2 separate regions of the Zea mays genome follow, and region 2 is linked to region 1. A link is a contact called in public Hi-C data. All regions are on one chromosome and are shown on one strand. Each heading gives the region's core, a stretch centred on a gene start, on an enhancer-like site or on the middle of the called end of the contact. The rest is flanking DNA. Distances are from core to core; before and after follow the strand shown.

What was found. A called contact is a pair of places that touch in the nucleus more often than the background predicts.
Region 2: a Hi-C map of tassel shows a contact between it and region 1, with 2.9 times the contacts expected there. The contact joins the enhancer-like site here to the promoter of LOC100217255 in region 1. A contact is called at or near these places in 3 of 25 Hi-C or Micro-C datasets (ear, leaf and tassel).

The regions. Positions count from the first base shown.
Region 1 is chr1:19,196,234-19,203,740 of Zm-B73-REFERENCE-NAM-5.0, forward strand. It overlaps LOC100217255 (putative RING zinc finger domain superfamily protein), which reads right to left and starts at 4,742. Exons shown (of 1, transcript NM_001143610.1): 1 at 3,268-4,742. The coding sequence starts at 4,721. The coding sequence ends at 3,633. It also overlaps the pseudogene LOC103631832.
Region 2 is chr1:19,373,400-19,380,906 of Zm-B73-REFERENCE-NAM-5.0, forward strand. It overlaps the pseudogene LOC103644463. Among protein-coding and RNA genes, the nearest start is that of LOC100274829, 63 kb to the left of the region's middle. Within about 2 kb of position 4,387, at least 14 of the 20 cell types and tissues checked have an H3K27ac peak or open chromatin away from gene starts, as enhancers often do. A contact at or near this core is called in ear, leaf and tassel, where this site is marked.

The sequences.
Region 1 (7,507 bases), core at 3,492-5,991:
ATGGCATCGTAAATCGATTTACAGTGTAACATTATGTCGTAATGTGGTCAAATGCAAAATTGTGATCTTCGCCTCTTCGATCGGTGTAACGTTTTCAAGGAAAATAGTACTATAAAATAACACAAGGTGCATGACACAGCTTGCTACGTATAACTGCCTATAATAAGTAGTTTTAAATTTTTCGACACGTGTATGATTGACGTGACCATGCATCTGCATCCACCCATGATGACCTCGTCTTGATCGGATTGTGCATCTCTTGTATACGTTCTTACAGTGTGCAAGGCGAACAACACAATATATCTCAGCAAAAAAATTGGATGAAGATTACCTTTTCGTTGTTGTATTGTTGATCCATGCTTGCAGCGAGTATCTTCAACAGTACCTTAAATTGGTGTATTAAATTGAAATATAGGACTTTATAAAGAAAAATATACTTCAACAGTGTTTAATTTTATAAAATTTGGTAAAAAAAAATATAGATCACTCTCTCAAATGTCTCAAATATACTACACCATAGTGGGTTGCACTATAATTTAGATTTATAACTTTAATATTAGAGCATAATTTTTTGTTAGTACCCTAAATCATATAAAATATACTTATTTTTAAATTTTAGGACATTTGTATATAGGACACCTTGTTGGAGATACTCTTAGGAGAAGGTAAGTGATAAACCGTTGGTCTTGTCGATAGTAATTGTTTTTTCATTAATTTTACTTATATAAATTTGTTATCGCATTTAAAAATGTATCATTTTTTTCAAAAAACAAGTGCTATAATTTGTTCAAGATATTACTTCTCGGGAAGTAAAGGGTGTACTGTAGCCAAAAAGAAAATTGTTGCATTCAGGTTTTGTAACCTTTGCCTGATGGGTATCTATTATACTATATCCATTTTTTAATATTTATCACTCGTTAGTTTATTTTTTAATAAAATATGATAAATAAAAAAACGGGTGGAGTATTACCACACACACGAGAACATTTCTCGTCTGTGCAAGCATGTCACATCAAAAAAAATGCCGAATGGATATTGTTTCCATATAGTTAATTTTTTAAAAGTACCAAAAATGTTTCCAATCGAAGTGCTTGTGCTGTTATGCTTGTGTTGTGGCAGCCTGTATGCATGACCAATTTTTTTGGATTTTAGTCCCTTTTGGGTTTTTTCACAACTATACCCTTTGCAGTTTCATTTCAAAAAATGGACCCCAACCTCGGCGCCATCATCATTGGCGTCGAGGTAACGCACAGCGACGCCAGTACCATTGGCGCCAACTTTTCCTACGTGGCAGCCGATGTGGCAAGTCCCAAGGGGTCGGCGTCATAGATCTTGGCGCCGACCCCCCTTGACGGCGGGGTCCGGTGCTATCCAGGGGGTCAGCGCCAAGATTTATGGCGTCGACCCCCTGAGACTTGCCACATCGGCTTCCACGTAGGAAAAGTTGGCGCCAATTATGTCGGCGCCACTATGTGTTACCTCGGCGCCAATGATGACGGCGCCGAGGTTAGGGTCCATTTTTTGAAATGAAACTACAAAGGGCACAATTATGCAAAAAACTCCAAAAGGACTAAAATGCAAAAAAAAGTTGGCATGCATGTCTGCACGGAGCGACGGCCATCCGAGCTAGGCTAATAGAATAACTAACTGAATGCTCTATATTTTTGCTATACCATGGGAGCCAATAATAAAACCAGTACATATAATAAGATTATTTTTAGGTGGCTTAAAATTAAAGAGAGGAATTATTTTGATTGACAAAAAAGAAAGATAGAGTCAGCCTTAACTCTCACAACATGTTGTATGCTTTTGCTACTCGTAGAATACGCTGGAGACTAGCTCGTGATGAAGTAACTACTTTTTTCTCTCTCATGTGTTCTCGTCCTGCCACTTAAGATTTTAATGACAAATAGCTGTTTGGAGCCCACTTTTACTGTACTTGCACTGAGTGATGTTACAAAATTAACAGAGCCTAAGATCAATTTGATAATGCAACATAAAATGTAAAATCCAGATCTACTTGCAGATAATACCCATGATGTTAGAACATAACATATTTGGACTAACTCAATCAAATTAACACATAAAAGAAAAATCAATAACGGATATAACCATAAGACCGTCATCACAAGAAATTGAAAATGCATATTTACTTATAGTGTTTTGCACGAGTGATGGTGAGGAACACGAGCGGACGTGCATGAAGCACTTCCCAGAAACCTAATACGCTGGCACCAGTGCAAGTCGTCAAATCGTCGGTGTTGGTTCGGAGACACGATTCTCCCTTGATCTGTTGTACGACAGACAAAGGGACAACAGAGTAGAGAAGCAGCGGCACAGAGAGTTGAGAATGAAAAGTTGAGTCAGTTGTTGTGTTTACGTTCGCCCTCCGACCGAAGGATGTCCCCTTTATAGAGGGTCACTGCAACTTGACGGGTTCGAACTGCTAAATTTCATGAACCACTTATGGAACCTCAATACGTGCAACCGCTCGGAGATGTCGCCCATTACTCTTGTTTGACGTGGCAGTCTAGCTATCTAGGTGTGATATTTGACAACCAAATAAAAAAAGAAAAAAATAATAAACTGTTATTGAACACACGTCACGTCGTGATCACGCATCGTTCTAAATCACAAGTCACGCGATAATTACACGAAAAACACGAAATGCGAGCGAACATGCGTGTGGCAAACTTTATATGCATTTATTTGTGTCATGTGAATAATGGTGAACACCTTCATATATAAATTGGTTTTCTTCTACATAGATGAGAAATATGAGACTAAAGCTTTTATACCATCTTTACTCATAGCTTCCTTATTTGAATTGGATCACGCACAATTGGACCAAATTGTAACAAGGAGCCCTTCGGCTCTGCCGGCTACCGCCGCCTGGCACGTGGTCCTCGTCCAATTTGGGTCGCCGTCATGCAATCGTGCATGGGCACGGGATAAAGTCGCCTAGGAGCTGACCTTCTCGCGTACGTACAACTGTGGCGGCCCTTGTTTCTGACGGAATACATTCTTCGACCAGTTATCTTTGACCACCAGGCACCGCCCAGAAAAAGAAAAAAGAAAAAAAATCAACTTTTATTATGTGTCTCAATGTCTCATGCCTGCTCTGCTTGGACTCTATTGCACAGCTTCATGTCACAGCTGGAGGCAATCAAGGACTTCCGAGTAACTTTATTATGCTGCTAATTGCGGACCACGGTTACCTAATCCAGCTACTGTTAATGACCTACTCGTAGAGAATAATAATCACTTGCTAAAAATCTTACAATTTCACCAGGCATTCATACCCAGACCAAAAAATCATCATGGAGTATACGAGTACATTAGTACCGGGATAAAAAGCATCGACCGGCATCGGGGACACACGTTAATTCTACCATCACGCTACTTTTCCCTCCATCTGAAAAAGGAATGCAGTTCTAAACCAACGTCTAGGATGAAAACGTCGGAATGGAATACCCTTTTTTCTAATTTTAGGTACGCTTTTTTTAAAAATAACTAGAAACCAAACTAGAATTTCATATTTTTCCCAGAGGGAGGCAGCTAGCACTTGATGACTTCACAGTTCACAACACCAATCAATGATCATCGTCCCTTGCATTGGACGCGAAGCTGAATCACGCGCCAGCGCCACGGTCGGCTTTCTCCTCGTCTGTAGCATCCCCTGATCCGCTGGGTCTTTCCGACGGAGCTCCGGCGATGGGGAAGACGCGCTTGCTGCCGCCGTGCTCGTCGACGGCGTCCGAGTCCGTCCGGCTCGGCCGCTGCCACGGCACGGACCGCCAGAACGACGCCAGCCATCCGGGCGCCCGCTCCACGCCGTCGGGGTACACGGCGAGGCTCGCGGCCCGCCGGTGCCTGCGGACCGCCGCGAGCTCCTTCATGACGTGCTCCGGCAGCCGCAGCGTGTGCCGGTCCGGCACGTCCATGGCGGACTGCGTCCGCCGGTAGACGAACTCGTGGGGGCGCGCCGCGCCGAAGCTCATGACGGACTCGGGCGTGAAGGCGGCGACGAGGCGCGCCTCCTCGTCTCGCTCCTCGTCGCGCGCCTCCTGTTCCCGCTCCCGCACCGCCGGCTCGGAGGAGGAGCCCGAGGAGGAGGCGGGAGGAGGGTGCGGCGCGGCGGCCGTGAGGTCGGCGCGGCAGAGCGGGCACGTGGCGGCGCCGGCGAGCCAGGGGTCGATGCAGTCCGGGTGGAAGACGTGGCAGCAGGCGGGGAGCACCCGGAGCTCGTCGCGGTCCTCGAACGCGGCGAGGCACACCGCGCACTCGAGCGGGCCCGCCACGCGCGCCTTCACGTCGCCGTAGACCGCGGTAGGGAACGACACGACGGCCTCCTTGTCGAGCCCGGCCCGCGCGCGGCGCTCCGGATGGAGAACGCCTCCGCCTCCGCCGCCGCCGGTGGCGGAGGAGGCCTGGTGGTGGTGGTGGTCCGGTGGAGCTGGAGCGGGGCGGGACGGCCGCTGCGGGGGAGGGCGGGTCGGCGCGCAGCGGTTGATGTAGATGGAGAAGAGGGTGAGGACGACGAAGGCGGAGACGAGGGCCACGAGCACGATCACCGTGGTCGGCGTGAACCCGCCGGCCGTCCGGGAGTGGTGGCCGCTCGTGCTGTTGTTGCTCGGCTGAGCCAGAGACGGCCGCGCCGCGGTGGACAGGAGCACGAGGAACAGGACGGCGGGCGGTGGCGCGATGTGTCGGCTGTCCATTGCCGCCTCTGAGTTCCGGCGACAACCGGAGAGAAGAGAGAGAGAGGTTTGAAGGAACCGGAAGTGTAATTACGCGGGGCGCGCAATTGTAACGCACGGCACGGTCAAGAGCCCTAGACCCGGTCAGGCTTCAGGGCATGCGACACGGTCACACGGGGCTCAGGCGTGCAACCGTTGCTGCTGATGAATGCTCTCTAATCTGCACCCCATATTCATGCCTGTGCAATTTGTCGGAACTGCTTGTCTGCATAATAATTCTCTTGTTTAATGGGTCAACTCGCCGGTGATATACAACTATACTGACGCATGGTTTCAGATGAACGAACGAGGCTCTGGTTTGTTAGCGATTTGAATAATGCGTTTGCCGATCACCCTTTGGCAAACAATAGTTTGCAACAGGTACGCACACAATTTTTTTCCTCTGTGCGTCGATGGACGTGGGGCACAAGCACAGGTGAGCGCAGCTGCACGCCACCTCGTCTGCGCCTCTGCGGACCATGCAGACGCTACTGAACCAATAAATCCAATTACCCAAAGCCACGGTTGCAAACAACGCAACCTTTTTCTACTCGTTTCCACCGCCACTTCGACGACGAACTAAACTTGTGACCGAAAGGCTCACAGGCCCACTTCTTCCCTGACCAGCCTACCTGCCGCCACCTTGCTGCGCCATGCGATGCGAATGCGATCGATCGTTGCTGTCACCTGGCAGGTAGAGGTAGGAAGTCTGTATCCTATTCACCTCACTACTAGGGGGGGGGGGGGGGGGGGGGGGGGGGGGGGGAGGAGGAAAACGATTTTCTGAGCAAGCAGAGGCCTGCAGAAGCCCGTCCAGCTGCCACTGCGATGGTTCGTTGCAGTTTGAAATCTGAGACCCAGGTTTGCCAACCGCCACTCTGAGAGCTATTCAGGTCATTTTTACGTGCGGCGTGCTCGTTGCTGGTTTGAGTTCTTTCAGCTGCTAGATCTCTCGTTTCATTTCAGTTTTACCTTTTCTTTTGTGCCACACTATAATTTGCCATTGCGTGCGTGACCTAGGAGACTCTCTACTCATGAATTAATGATTCATGTAGGACTGACTAGTCAGTATATTGATACAATTTCTATAGTTAGACTTTATTTTAATAAAACACAAAAAAGTGTTTCCTGTTGGTTCCGTAGGTGTAAACATTTCATTTTATTATTATATTATTAGGGGTGGGCATTTTTTTACCATAAACCGAAAACCGAACCGAAATTTCGGTAGTTCGGTTCGATTTTGGTTTTTGTATTTCAGAAGTTCAGTTTTCGGTATCGTAATCGGTTTTCACCGTATACCGAACCGAAATACAAAAAACCGAATATCAAACTTTATCAATTCTAAAATTTGACTATTTGATTATGTGAACTAAATGTGTGAAGCAATCAAATTGTTATTCACTTATTTATATATGATGTATGATGTATCTCTAAATATTTGTACCTATATAATTTTTACTTTTTAAAATTATGTGTAATCTATCATATAAACTTGTTATATGTGTTGCCTTGAGTACAAGTTTGATATTCGGTTTTTACCAAAAACCGAAGTAAAAAACCGAAACTGAACTTCTCGGTTTTTTGTTTTCTAGAAAATCGATCAGTTTCTAATGTCTAGAAAACCGAAGTTTTTTAAAACCGAAAAACCGAACCGAAGTTTCAAAATAAACCGAATGTCCAGTCCTATATATTACGGCTGCGAGCCTGCAACTTGTTAATGATTTCTAAACATGGATGGATGGACACTGGATCACTGGAGTGTGAAACTGGGCTGCCAATGCTTGGCCTTTTTCACGTGGACACGATGATGTTTTTCGTTATCGATGGAACCGGGCCAGGCTTTTAGTTTATTTAAAGGGAAAACACATCTGGGCCATAATAACTAATTCGGACTCCATCTGCGGATGACCACCCTGTGTTTTTGCCGGGCTGCTTCAGCACGTGCGCAGCCCAGACAAGACTAGTAATTAAGGGGATCTTCCAATTTGAGTTATGAAGACATTTTCACGTATTGTACCCCGTCTAACCAAGCAAACGACAGATGGCTTTGAAAAGGCGGCTGGAATGTGGTCAGCCCTTGCATGGTTTAGGGTGTGTTTGGTTGCACGTGTAATGTGCCACGCCTAAAGTTAGCACTCTGCCACACCTGTGGCGTGCCTAAGACGCCTAAGGTTAGGGGGCTGTTTGGATTGATGCCTAACTTACCCCACTTTGCCTAACTTTTGTGCCTAAGATTAGTTATTCAATTCGAACGACTAACCTTAGGTAAAGTGTGACACAGTTAGCCACAAACCAAACATGCCCTAGATCTTTGTTTGGTTTATTTTCACGCCTAAGGTTAGGCACACCTATAAATGTGTGGCAGCTGTTTGGATTACTATCACACCTAAGGTTAGGCACACCATTAAATGTGCGGCTACTGTTTGGTTTATCGCTTAACTCAATTTGTGCCACACTTTTTTAATAGAACTGAGCTTATGAAACAACACACATAATTTAGGTTAGCAGCACACAAAATTTAGAAACTGTCTCCAAAAGGTCTCATTTTTCACTAGAAGCATTAGAGAAAAATCTGACACTACTAGAACATTTGCAATGCAAAATTGGAGCAAAATTTATTACAGTCCAATGTCTTCCTTGCTTTGCAGAGATTCCATAATTGTAAAAGGTACTGGTGCTATGCACTATGCTCATTGGTACCCTCAAAGTTAAAAATCAACAAAAAGAGCAATGTAACACCAGTCACAACCACCAAATATCTCCATCAA
Region 2 (7,507 bases), core at 3,137-5,636, 180 kb after region 1:
ATTACCCACGGGGAAATGGACCACAAAAGCTTCTTTGCATTGTACATGCCCACTCCTTGTACATATGCAATTCCTTTATTTTCCTAATTTTGTTTATATACAAGACTGGGAGTGCCATGATCTTCGTTGCTACTTTGACTGCTCTAAGTAAAAAAGGTTATTGAAAGCATGTGTCTGGCAGGGAACGCAGCAAGAATTATTGTATAGTTCATTTTAGTTCCTATAACCATACAATGCAGTTGCTTTCTCAACGTATTTTGTTCAACTATTTGAAGTGTACATTCTTGCTTCAAAGTTCAAACAAGGATTAGGCTGTCAGTTACACGGCAAAATTTGGGCCACTGAAACCTTGTTTACTGTGTAGACGGTCAATTCACAAATATTTGTTTTTTTAAATTCTGGCAGGGAACACTATTCTCATTGTTAGGTTGGAGTGGAAAGAAATTACTATGGACACAACCTTGTATGGTTACACTGGTGTTACCTGAAGTTTTTTTGAATTGGTCATTCTTTGAGGCAGTTATGTTATTGACAATTTTAAATCGAACATTTCTGAAACTCACATTACTGCTACTCTGTTTAACAGCTTCTGCATGAGATGCTTAAGACATGCTACAGCCAAGTGTGGGAAACGGTGTCCCAAATGCAGGCAGTTCATCAGGTAAGACGGTTCTTGGAAGTTGTGCAATCTCGGCAAAAAGATGTGTGTTTGGTGAACAGACTCTAGAGGCTTTGTTGTCTAGATGATTGGCGCACTCTGCAACAACAGCTCGAAATCGTGCACCGTCAACACTGTGCTCTGGAACACCATTCAGCTCTTATTTCCCAGTGAGGTTGAGGTAAGAAAGGGTTCGGGCTCATCACCTTCACCATGCGACAAGGACGATGTGAGAGCTAATAGGTTCTCACAAGGTGGCTCCGGTATGAGAACTAGGAGCAGGAGCAGTGGGCAGCGGCTTCATCAGCAGCGAGGGTAGGACAAGAAGCAGCTTCATCGAACTCGGCGCCAGTGCGAACTTCATCGTCAGCACACATGGCAGCACAAGAAACAGTAACAGCAGGAGGGGCTTCGTCCCTGCCTCGCAGCTGCTGTTGACAAGATTAGAGCAATCTGAAGATGCTGCGGCGTTGGCGTACAGGTTGCAACAAGAGGAGTTCGTGAATGCCTTTGAGGAGCCTGAGCAGGAGAGTCAGCCACGCGACGCCGTGTCCACAACACAAGACACCCTGAGAGCCATGGCCTCCCGGGCCGTCCGCCTCCGTACTAGAGGCTGGCCTGTTTAGTACTGCTGCTCTGCTCTGCATGGAAGTTGAGACCTCTGAACATATAGGCGTCGGTGGGGTTGATAGCTCTCGAGTTCACTAGGGACTCTAGAAGATGTCTGCCCCACGATTGTTCACGGGAAGGCCCAGCGACAGCTATTGCCCCTGTTTGTTTCAGCTTTTTGGAGCTTTTGATCACCAAAAGCTGCTGCGGACTAACAAACGCTCAGCTTTTCAGTCAGCTTCTATAAAATTTGTTTGCGTAAAAATCATTCAAAATCAACATAAACACATAATCGGTTGAGTCGTTGCAATAACTTTCTACATCCTGAGTCTTATGGACACCTTTATCTTCCTCCGCACGTAATCCTAATGATACTCAGATTCTCTACACAGCCAGATTCTCAGAAAAGCTGGTCAGAAAAAAGCTGAACCAAACAGGCCGTCTCCCACCTAGAATCCTGCCCACGATTGTTCACGGGAACATATAGAGCTTGAAGAATGGGAGGTCTCGCTCATTAAGTTTCCAGACGTAGCGGCTCAGTGCGGCCAAACACATAGCGAGGCATTAGAGTTGTCGAATGCGAGTCATGGAGCACATGAGACTAAGGATATGTTTGGTTGGGCTGTGGCTGTGAAAAAAAGTTATGAGCTGTGAGTTGTAAAAAAGTTGTTGTTGGTTGTGAGTTGTTAAAAAACTAAAAACCGTTTGGTGGAAACCACTAAAAGTCGTTAAAAGTTCTTCGATATATGTTTTCACAATTCCATACGAAAACCAATAAAAAGCAGGTCTAGGAGTGCTTTTAGTTTTATGCTGTGAGAAAGACACTTTTAGAAAAAGCTACTTCCTGGATCAAACCTTTTGGTTTGGCTTTTGACTTTTAGGGGCAAAAACTGAATCCAAAAGCCAAACTAAACAGACACTAATAGTGTAGACCTTCTCTATGTTGGCATCGATCCTCGCTGAGACACCACGAAACTAAGGAACTTGTCCGAAGATACCGTGTAGCTATACTTCTCTATTGAGCATCAAGCAGGTTTGATGAAGACACTAAAAACGCCAGTCAGGTCATAGAGGATTGAAGCACTATGACAAGACTTAACCATGATATCATATGTATTATACTAGGTGTGTGCTCGTGCGTTGCAACGAAAACATATAATACCATTGGTAACTTATGTAAGCTGGGGATGAGCATCAACACATATTTGACCGGATCTTTTTCTTCCTTGGGGATCTGGGAGTGTTGCAACGGGAACATATAATACCATTGGTAACTTATTTATCGATTTAGGTGGGGCAGCAGGCTGCTGCGCTCTTGGGAGAGCAGCTCGTCTACCACGTCGTACACCGTACCATTGGCTGCGGGGCCGCCACGCCGTATCAGCGAAGTATTACTCAGATCATCTAACCAACTCAGCTAATTTGCAGTTCCAGTGAACACAACTGAAGTCACGTGTATTCCGTTTCATCATCGATTATATGCATTATTATATACAAGTTAATGCAGCATAGATATTGCTTTCTACCCACCCAATTCTCCTAATAATATGCATTCACAGTAAATACAACAATCTTCTAGCAACAAAAACCTTAAAAAACAGATGTATTCGTGAGCGCGTCACTTGTAGACGTGGATGTAGTCTTGGAAGTAGAAGTTCTGGATGAAGTTGGCAAGCCAGCGGGAGGCAGCGAAGCACAACACGACCGCCGACACGATCGTGACCCTCTGAACAGTCGACGTGAGGACCGTTCCCTTGGCGACGGCAAGGAACCCGACGACGACGACTGAGGCCACCTGCAGGGCAGCCTCGAGCGCCTTCATGGCCTTGAGCGCCGCGTTGCAGCTCCTGCACTATACCACGTGCGACCATTACCTGCCATGGGCGTCCACAGTTATATGTTTCCCGTTGCAACGCACGGGCACACACCTATTAACACATATGACTTGCAAAAAAATATCAAACCGATCTTCATGTATCTATGTGTATATTATTGTGTGCCTTTATATATGCATAATTGAGAATATTAGATCATCTCCCATTTCCATATGTCCACATATCCTGATTCTATTTCTAGTTTAGGCTTTTTCAAATCTGATTCCATTTCTTAAAACATTGTTAGTTCTGTCTTTTTTTCTCACATCCGATCACATTTCTAAAACATATATATAGAAACAGGAATGAAAGAATGATTTTCGCACCCATTCCCGTCACCCTAAAGATGGGATGGGTTACAGACTTACAGCTGAATCTGCCGCAAATACAAATGTCCCTATCTCTTAGCTATATATAAATTGTTTGTTCCAAACTTATAACATTTATATTTTATAAGTTGTACACCAATAGTTCGTGTTTTCTTTGTAGCTTATATAATACTGTCTTCATGGTCATTTGTCTTAGAAAGAAATAGTTACTTTTCTTTGCTTAGATGCCGTCTGCAGTATTTAATTTCGATACTTTATATGATATTTTCCCTAGATTGGTACATGCCTATCTTTGTTAATATGCAGCAATTGATATTCATGGTGTAATTTGAATGGTTGTTAGATCATTTTAAACAAAAAAAATACTATATATTGTTCATAAAAGTAACTTTTGTTTGACTCGCCATCAATTATCTCACACTCTCTGTTTGTTTTCTGTTTATAAAGGGAAAACTAAAAGCTCACTAACAGCCTGTTTGGATTCTATAAATATTTAGATAGTGTTTTTTATTTGTTTATTAAATTACTTTTCAATTTCTCTCAACTTCTAGCAACTAAACTGGGCCTGAAAGAGAACACATTGTGCGTGAAAAAAAACGGGCCAAAGGTACCCTCTCTCCCGTCATTTTAACTAGCAGTTGCTTGAGCTGCGTAGTGATGGCGCATTGTTTTCTCATGTTCAATCAAATTAGCTATTGTGTGTTTGTATATTTGTCGCCATTCTATAGAAAGTACTGTTTGAACCTAAACAGACTGTCCAGAGAATTTGGTGACGCGTCGCCCGACGTTTTCTTTCCAAAAAAAAAACGTCTTCCGGATTCTTGAATTGTTTCCCAAAGTGCCTGACAGGCGACAGCCCAAGATATCGGCCCATAACTGCAAGAAGGCCTCAGAAGGGCAGAACCGTCAAGTTAACGGCTTCAAGGCCCATAAAAACTTACCTTCTCCTATAGCAAAGATCAAGCCAAACATTGCTGTGCTAACAATCTACGCTTGACATTCTGAGGACCAATCTTTTTCAAGATAATAGAAAAAAATTATAGCTTCAAACTTTTTCAAGAAAGAATAGGCATAAATCCAAACTTATTACAGCAACACACCTGAATTAAAATCCTTATTACATATTCCAAGCTAAAGCCCGAGACGCTAAATAAAGGACCATTCATTTTGTATGGCTCACGTGGTTAGCATTGTACTTCAAACTGGCTCGTACCTATGTTTTTTGGGCCCCGGAGCGAAACACATACCGAGGCCTTTTTTTCCTTGCACTTTTTATAACAAGAATAACATTTTCTAACTTTAAAAATGTGATGATAAAATTGCTCTCTCTATTTTATGCATAACAAGCATGGCCAAATTAATTAATTAAACTAGCACATACCTAGTAAAATGAATATATTTTTTAGTTAATGAGGTTTAGATTATTGTAATCGCTAGTGACAACACAAAAAAGTATTAGTGGTTTGATTGGCTAATATATACCTGGTGTTGTTGAATTAACTGATGATCAAGTCACTGCCTTCACATGTAAGCTTCAAAATCTTGCGTGCAGGTCAGTTTGTTATTAAATGTTGATGCTACATGCTGACTACAGAGGTGACTACTAAGACGTGCTGAATACAGGAGTTGTCTAGATCGACGATAGGTACCTTATGCCTCGTAGTGTATCACGTGATGCGCCGACGACAATGTTCGTGTTTGTTTTCTATACGCGATTATATTTCACGATTCAGACACATCTAAATATCCAACACAACCAAATTAGGGCCCCCAGAATTGTAGAAGCCCTATGCGGTCGGTCCACTTGCACTTGGCCATGTATGTGTCTGACTCCAAAACTTCGATTGTTGTGTTAGATAGTCACACTATATGATAGATAATGCTAGGCACGAGTTGAACCGATATCCTCTCAGTTTCAAATTACAAGATATTTAAATTTTTTAGAGAGTTAAAGCTTTTAAGTCTAACAAAAAAATAAAATTATGACATAAAATAGATATGCTACAAGAATACAACCGGTGAAAAATTAATAACATCTATTTGGAATTATAAAAATTATTATTCTATTATATAAATTTAGTTAAATTTAAGATCGCTCTGACTGTTTACAAAAGTTTGGATTGGTTTATAATTATGGGACGGAGGGAGAAATATTGAATCCATGATGCATAGATCCATTCTACGCTGCTATCAGCTACTAGCCTATTACCGTGTCTTACGCTGTGAGAAGTAGATCATACATATAGTCCAGCAAAACATTGTGTTACATTATAGAGTGTTGTGTACATAGTGGAGTATGAGATATGAGGTGATGAAAGGTGTCGGGGACCATAATTAGGGGTACCCTCAAGGCTCCTAAATCTCAGCTGGTAACCCCCATCAGCACAAAGCTGCAAAGGCCTGATGGGTGCGATTAAGTCAAGGATCGGTCCATTCGAGGGACGTGATCACGCCTCGCCCAAGCCCAGCCTCGGGCAAGGGCAGCCGACCCCGGAGGATCTACGTCTCGCCCGAGGACCCCCTCCAGCAACGGACACACCTTCGGCTCGCCCGAGGCCCAGTCTTCACCAAGAAGCAACCTTGGCCAAATCGCCACGCCAACCGACCAAATCGCAGGGGCATTTAATGCAAAGGTGGCCTGACACCTTTATCCTGACGCCCGGCCTCCAGTCGACAGAGCTGAAGTGACCGCAGTCACTTCGCCGCTCTACTGACTGGTCTGACAAGAGGGCAGCGCCGCCTGCGCCGCTCTGACTGCTGAGCCACTCGACAGAGTGAGGCTGACAGCAGCCAAGTCCGGCCCTAGGCGCCATGGGAAACTCCGCTCCGCCCGACCCCAGGGCTCAGACTCGGGCTCGGCCCCGGAAGACGACGAACTCTGTTTCGCCCGACCCCAGGGCTCGGACTCGGGCTCAGCCCCGGAAGACGATGAACTCCGCTTCGCCCGACCCCAGGGCTCGGACCCGGGCTCAGCCCCGAAGGACGACGAAGTCCGCCTCGCCCGACCCCAGGGCTCGGACTCAGCCCTGGCCTTAGCCGACGGTCTCCGCCTCGTCCGACCCGGGGGCTCGGACTCGACCTCGACCTTGGGAGACAGACTCGACCTCGACCTCGGAGGAGCCTCCACCTCGCCCAACCTAGGGCACGAACCGACCACGTCAACAGAAAGCGCCATCATTACCCTACCCCGAGCTGACTCAGGCTATGGGGAACAAGACCGGCGTCCCATCTGGCTCGCTCCACTATACGAGTAATGATGGCGCCCCGCATGCCCTGTGACGACGACGGCTCTCAGCCCCCTTACGGAAGCAAGAGGACGTCAGCAAGGACTCGACAGCCCCGACAGCTGTCCTTCCGCCAGGCTCCAGCGCTCCTCCGACGGCCACGACACCACGCGAACTGGGTGCCAAAACCTCTCCGGCTGCCACGATGGCATGTACTTAGGGCGCTAGCTCTCCTCCGCTAGACACGTTAGCACACTGCTACACCCCCCATTGTACACCTGGATCCTCTCCTTACGCCTATAAAAGGGAGGTCCAGAGCCCTCTTACAAAGGGTGGGCCGCGCGGGGAAGGACGGGACGACGCTCGCGCAAGGCCGCTCGCTCCCTCCCGTGTGGACGCTTGTAACCCCCTACTGCAAGCGCACCCGACCTAGGCGCGGGGCTAACACGAAGGCCGCGGGTTCCACCTCCCACGCCTGTCTCCCTCCGGCTGCTTTTTCACCCCTTCGCGTTCCGCCTCGCGCCGACCCATCTGGGCTGGGGCACGCGGCGATAATTCACTCGTCGGTCTAGGGACCCCCGGGTTCTAAAACGCTGCCAGTTGGCGCGCCGGGTAGGGGCCTGCTGCGTGTTGACGAACAGCTTCCCGTCAAGCTCCAGATGGGCAGTCTCCAGCAACCACTCCAGCCCAGGACGGTGCTCCGTTTCGGGAGTCTTGAGTTCAGGTCCTTCGACGGCAGCTACGACATGATACTCCATCCCCCGCCGCGACAGCGACAATGGCGGTCGACAACCCGCCCGCCGGCGAGGAAAT